Regions from separate parts of the Zea mays genome. Here region 2 is linked to region 1. Evidence: chromatin contacts called from public Hi-C data. All regions are on one chromosome and are shown on one strand. Each heading gives the region's core, a stretch centred on a gene start, on an enhancer-like site or on the middle of the called end of the contact. The rest is flanking DNA. Distances are from core to core; before and after follow the strand shown.

The links. A called contact is a pair of places that touch in the nucleus more often than the background predicts.
Region 2: a contact with region 1 is called in a Hi-C map of leaf, with 4 times the contacts expected there. The contact joins the promoter of LOC103629725 here to the promoter of LOC100193130 in region 1. A contact is called at or near these places in 2 of 25 Hi-C or Micro-C datasets (leaf and an unstated tissue).

Annotation. Positions count from the first base shown.
Region 1 is chr6:108,255,873-108,259,227 of Zm-B73-REFERENCE-NAM-5.0, forward strand. LOC100193130 (Non-structural maintenance of chromosomes element 4 homolog A) reads right to left here and starts at 1,749. Exons shown (of 7, transcript NM_001138290.1): 1 at 1,569-1,749; 2 at 1,377-1,457; 3 at 477-714; 4 at 294-387. The coding sequence starts at 1,707. It overlaps LOC100382067 (Tubulin binding cofactor C domain-containing protein), which reads right to left. Exons shown (of 9, transcript NM_001174830.1): 9 at 3,219-3,355.
Region 2 is chr6:108,491,732-108,495,086 of Zm-B73-REFERENCE-NAM-5.0, forward strand. LOC103629725 (FT-interacting protein 1) reads left to right here and starts at 1,564. Exons shown (of 2, transcript XM_008650841.4): 1 at 1,564-2,398; 2 at 2,503-3,355. The coding sequence starts at 2,585.

The DNA of each region.
Region 1 (3,355 bases), core at 499-2,998:
AGGATTGTATAATCATATCATTAGTGATAGAAAATTCTAGTTGTGATTCCAACATAATCAGCTCTTACTGTGTATGCAGTAGTACAATGCTTTGACATATAATTTAAGCAATATAAAGATTTTGTTTGTTTGAAATAGAAACTAACAAATCTAAAATTATCTATTTACTTAATGAATAATAAATCTGGAATGATAAAATGTGATCCATTATGTACCCAATCCACTATGAACAAACAACAATGACTACAAAACCAGCATATCTTCCATTACACTAATCATACATGAAAGGGTACCTGTTCAGGGCAAGCGTTTCCATGTGGCCTCGCAGTCCTCTTCTTCCTAATACAAACTCTTCGTGGCTTCACTTCTGTCGTCATGGGACCAATCCTGTCAAAACAAACCATATAATTTTCAAAACCTTGAAACTAAAACAACCAAAGCTAACTTCAGGTAAAAAAAAACAGTGGATCCATTACATGGTGGCACATCCAGATGCAGACATGAAAACACGTGAGGTAGCAAGCCCAAGACGAGCCCAGTCCAATGAAACATTATCATTGGAACCTCCTTTCTTTCCAAATTTCTTCAGCAGTCCAGCAATAAAATCAGAAGGTGTGATTCCCAGAACTGATTGGGACCTTACTGATGCTACCAAACTAGCAGTAAGGTCCAGCAGGGTTTCTGCGTCAGCTATTTGCTCCCTGGGCCTCTGAACTGCAGCAGAAAGACGCGCGCATTAGTTTTATAGTCAGATTTCTGCTAACAGCGTCAGCGATCAGTAAGTACTGTATGCACATGATATCAAAATACAGCACTGCACTAAAGGCATTGTTTCAAGTATTTGAGAAACAACTGCAGTCGATGTGATTATAGTTGAACATTTGGCCATGGTCATGAATGAACTTCATGTATGACATCCAAAGTGTTCAGATTTCAATTGCATGTCTCCTAAAATGGATGTGATATCACCCTCGTTACATTACTGCAAAAAAAGTTCCCTGCGTTACCCCCCACTGAAATTAAATCCAAAAAAAGAGAGGACGCGATTGACAAGCAACATTAATTAACAGTAAGTTCACGTGTTACCTACTTACCCAGCATCTAACAAATTTCAGTTGCATGTTTATTAGAGACGTGGTGACCCGTATGGCCATATCTAGACATCATTGACAGATGATGGAGCACAGAATCAAAATCAGTAACAGAGACCAGATTACACCGCAGAAGCATAAAGCAAAGCAAGTCTCATCCTGTTGGCCACTCAAATGGCGAGTTTCACACTAGCATGATGCGTGCCAGTATAAGCGGAAAGTTTACCGGCCAAAATCATGAAAACCGCGTTTACAAGAGGCCAACAAATGCGCAGTCGCGCTTACCAAGCTGGTGCAGGCTCTCCACTCTGTTGATAATGGAGCAGAACTTATCAGAGTCCGCGCTCGCCATTTCATCCTTCTCGTCTACACACAAGCACAGCCGCACAAACGTAACCAAAAAAAAAATCAAACCCAGCCAACGGCCGAAACGGCAATCGGGAATTTAGTGGGTTTCGCACGGCAACACGGTCCTACCGCTGATAAGGCCCTTCACGGCGAGGTACTGCGAGCGCAGCAACCGCCGATCGTCCACCGCCTGGGTCTCCTCCGCCTGCTGCTGCGGCGTCACAGGCTCCGGCTCATCGCCGCGGCCTCTCGCTCCCGTATCCGGCATTGCGCTGGCAAACGAAGCGCCGAGGCCTTCGACTTCCCAAACCCTAGGCTCCGGAACGAGGGCGGTAGGGAAGCTGGGGGCGGTGGTGGTTTTTGAAGGGTTTGGAGGCGGTGGTGTGCAGGGGAAGGAAACGAAGGGGAGCGGCGGAGGCAGAGCGAGCCAGCGAGGGCACAAGCGGCCAAGGGCGTCGGGTATTTGAACGGCCGCTCCACCCCCCCGAAAATGCCCTGGATTTTACGCGCGTCTGACTGCACCGTGGATCCCAGAAGCGCGGTCGCCAGTATGGGCCAAGCGTCAGTGGGATTTCCGCGGCATACGGCGGGTGGTTTTCACGTAGGTGAAGCACTGGCTGGATTCTGGAATGTGGGAGAGGATTGCGCGAGCCGCGGTGGCAAGGTAGGCGTGGTCTAGGTGGACAAGGGTCTTGGTTGGCCTATGCCGTTGCTTGTCAGGGAGAGGTCGGTTCATGGACGCGGACTGGCCTCGCTTCCTCAGGTGGCCGCGTGGCTTCCCGCCCGCGCCGCGCCTGTGTACCTGTGCGCGTGCGCGCGATCGTATTGTGTTTTTACGCTGCTTCGCGGCGAAGGCGCCCGCGGTAAATTTTTGCGCGGTAAAAGCCTCCTGCCGATCCCTTGTTTACCGCGTCACAAATTTCATTTGGTTTGGTCGCGGTGTGGCATGGCAGCAGCATCCAGTTTATTTCTATGCCATCAGCCCATCACTCGCCAATGTCTGTTTGGTTCGCCATTTTTCTAACGAAAATCTAGTTTCCGGTAATTTGGCTATAGAAAAAATCTAAATATCACAGAAGTATGTAGTATGTATTATATGTAATGTTGCCTCTGCAATATTCTCTTTAATGTATCGTTATGATACCATATTCTATTATTTTTATTACTACTAGATCTATAAGCCTATATTGTAAACATCTTTACGACATATTTGATCTTCGTATTAGACGATATAAAAATAAGCTAAGGTCATGTAAACAGTAGATAGACCATTGGTTGGAAACATCTAGGGGCCTGTTTGTATCTACCTCATTTTTAGAATCTCATTCTAGGATTTTATTATGAACCAAACACCTCCTAAATTTTGTATTGAATTTTATGTCAAAATCTCACAATCTCTCTATAACCTGACCAATAAAATTTGAATTGAATTTTATGCGGTATCCAGATTCTCAAAATCTTGCAGATACCACCTAGGTACGGAACGCAGTGGATAAATGAGGTCGGACCGAACGTTCCTGAGGTGGTGGAAGCTTCTTGTCCCTGCTATAACCTGAGCATGAGGGTAGGGTAGCGCTGAACTCCGGGAGTCGACAGCGTCACGGTGACGTTGATGCCCGTGGGTCGGACATGGCGGAGTGAGATTACAGCACAGCACACGAGGTGCACGCGTTACGTTGACGGCATTTTGAATTGCCCGCTGAATAATGCCCGGAAAATTCCAAAACTGTCAATTTATCACTCGCCTGGGCAAGTTCACGTTAGTTCACACAGTATGTTAAGGAGTTTGATTTGTAAGGACTAATCATCTTATTCTATATTAGTCCCTAGATTGTCAAATACAAAAACTAAAATTCTAGCAATTTAGAGACTAAAATGGAATAAAATGAAGGGACTAAACATTAGTCCCTAAAAAC
Region 2 (3,355 bases), core at 314-2,813, 240 kb after region 1:
TGTTTGGCGTTGGTTTATAAAAATAACTCACAAGTCAGATCCATGGAAAAAATATTACGAAGAATAAATGTCACGCATGCAAAAAAGAAATTTAAGTTGAAAACATTATTCAAACAAAAGAAATTGCAAGCAAGACTCTTCTTTAAATACTACTCCCTCCATCCAAAAATATAATTCAAGAATTTCGGTGATACTTATCTACTACTACGCATTGTGCAAGGTTAGCAGGTGAGCTTGGGGAGAGAGATAGTAGATGTGTTTACTGTTATAGATGTAGACATAAACACGCATGTGGTGTAGTGGTAACTATTGTTGGTATTTGATTGGAGCGGTTGTGAGTTTGAATCCCCTTGGGGTCATTTGTATTTTTTAAATTTTAGCTAGACGTCGGCGGACAGAACACAGGAATGGACTATGCGCGGGGAGGAGCGAATCGGAAAGGCAGAACATGAAATAGCAGACTACTATTGTAGCCTTAATAAGTAGTAGAGATATCCTCTAATATAAGAAAAAATAATATTTTAATTAGAAGATAAAGATACTGTAGATCCACACCACTAATTGCCCAGTCGGCCAGTCTGATTACCAACATTTTTATTGGCCTTATTCCGCTCCATTTTTCCTTCCTGCAATGGCTGTACAACGATGGGGTCATCCGCTACCGGACATTACTTGGCCCCATTCCCCCAGATTAGATGCCACGGACTGGACGCATTGGAGTGGCGAGATGACATGGGAATATATTCTCCCCCCGGCTTTGCCTTTTGACACATTAATTTGAGAATAAAGGTAACTTCCGTCTGCTTCCTCGATAAGCAGCTATACTATGTCTCATTGTTTAATTATTAACCCTGCGCGCCAGGTGGAGATTGATAGCACCACTGACTGTTTCCATCCTTATTACGAACGTGTTGCCGCCACTGGACTGTGGAGCCGTCGCCGCCGCTCATCAAAAGAGAGGCGGTAGGCCACAACCAAGGCTAGTTTGGAAGCCATAAAAACGAAAAAGATTGGAGGGCTTAAAATTCCCTTCTGATTTTGTAGAGATTAAAGAGTCTAAAATTTCCTACCGGATTTATGGTTTTCAAACTAGTACTAAATTAGAGTGGCAGGATGAGGCATAGGATGCACATGCCACACCTGACATCGACGTCCTGTACACACTCAGACAGGGCGAGACCTAGGATGCACAGGCAGGTTATGAAGGGAGTTGTACGTCATATATCTGTCATATGTCTGTCATATGTCTATCGAGGGGAGGAGATACCGAGTAAAAAAGACAGATAGCCAATCTACTGAATGCGTTTTGAATCATTGAATCAGGTTTTTCTTTCTTTTTTTAATGGACTCTAAACATTTTATCAACTATAAACATTTGTTATCTGCCAAGCAAACACAAATATTATTGTGTCTCCGGGTTTCAGAAACCACTAAATCACGACACAGTTGGTTTACTAATATAGACAACATATATGTTATGAGTTTCGTTGACTGAAACTGAAACAAGATTATTATTTTTTAAAAAAAATAAACAGTAGTGTATCTGCGCCGCGCGTGCAGAGAAACATAACTTTGGTTTTATTTTAAGAGAGAGGGGGAAAGAATCATGGCTTTTTGACACTTGTTTCTCGACCATGTTGCTAGCTGTCTACGGAAGAGTAAGCAGCAGGAAAGCTGGAAATTTACCATGGCATCATGGGTACCAGTACCACTACCACAGCAGATGGGTCCTGGCCTGGCCCACGAACTCTGCAAGGTTCCTTCTCCCTTGCGCCCTGCTAGACCAGACCAGAGGACGAGATGTGAGCACGCCATTTCAATTCAATTCAAGGGCGCATGAACGAAGCCCACTCGGCGCTCCAAAGAATCGATTCCCACGACCGATCGATCGATCGCCAGCCAGCTTTTAGATTTGCCCCTGGCACTGGCAGGCACCGTCGTTCGATCGCCTTTGCACACATATGCACGATCCCTCGTGCTTTCCTCTCGTTTGCCAGCTTCCCGCGAAAGAACACTCCCTTCGGCTGCAGCCTCACGCTCTCCTCCTCTCAACAAGAAGGCGCAGGCAGGGGGGCAGGGTTTAGGCTAGCTAGCTAAGCTTGGTAGAGGCCTCAAGTTCAAGTATACCTTCCTTGTCGCCGGGTTCACCACCGACGCGGCCGCGGCGGACGCTTTGCCTTCCCTCCCGGCTCCCGCCACGATCCCCCTCCCCCCTGTGTACAGTACAGGCGCAGCCGCAGGGCCATCGGCCAGACGCTTGCCTGCTCAAAAAGTTGCTCTGTGGTCTGCATGCCGTTTGCAGATGAATGAAGCAGCCTGCGGGGATTCTAGCCTAGGTGTCATATAAGTGCCTCGCGCGCCATTGTTACCGAGCCAACCAGCTTCTCAAGTTTCAACAGTAAGTGCGCTAAAAAAACTTATCAGTAATGAGATTTTACGGAGTTTTCGTTCATGGAGTTTTCCTGATCGATTTCGTTTGTGCTTTTGCGGGCGGCAATGGAGATAGGTTCGGAGCAAGCACGTATAGTAGGTGAGGTCAACATCAGTGCAAGGTCGGGGCTCACCAGCTAGCAGCGGCGACCAAATGGCCCAGGGGCACGGCGGCGACCCGCACCACGAGGACTTCCAGCTCAAGGACACCAACCCGCTGCTGGGCGAGCAATGGCCCAAGGGCGCGGCGGGCCCGGTGCGACCCGCGGGCGGCGGGATCGCCGGCTGGCTGGGCGTGGACAAGCCGTCGAGCACGTACGACCTGGTGGAGCAGATGTTCTTTCTGTACGTGCGCGTCGTCAAGGCCAAGGACCTTCCCCCCAACCCCATCACCGGCGCGCCCATGGACCCCTACGTCGAGGTCCGCCTCGGCAACTACAAGGGCAAGACGCGCCACTTCGACCGCCGCGCCAACCCGGAGTGGGACCAGGTGTTCGCCTTCTCCAAGTCCCGCGTCCAGTCCAACGTCCTGGAGGTCTTCCTCAAGGACCGCGAGATGCTGGGCCGCGACGACTACGTCGGCAAGGTCACCTTCGACCTGGCCGAGGTGCCCACGCGGGTGCCCCCCGACAGCCCGCTGGCCCCGCAGTGGTACCGCCTGGAGGAGCGGCGCGGGGAAGGGGGCAAGGTGCGCGGGGAGCTGATGCTGGCCGTCTGGATCGGGACGCAGGCCGACGAGGCGTTCCCGGAGGCGTGGCACTCCGACGCCGCGGCCGTGCGCGGGGAGGGCGTCGCCAGCGTGCGCTCCAAGGCCTACGTGTCGCCCAAGCTCTGGTACCTCCGCGTGAACGTGATCGAGGCGCAGGACGTGCAGCCGCAGGAGCGGGGGCGCGCGCCGGAGGTATTCGTGAAGGCGCAGGTGGGC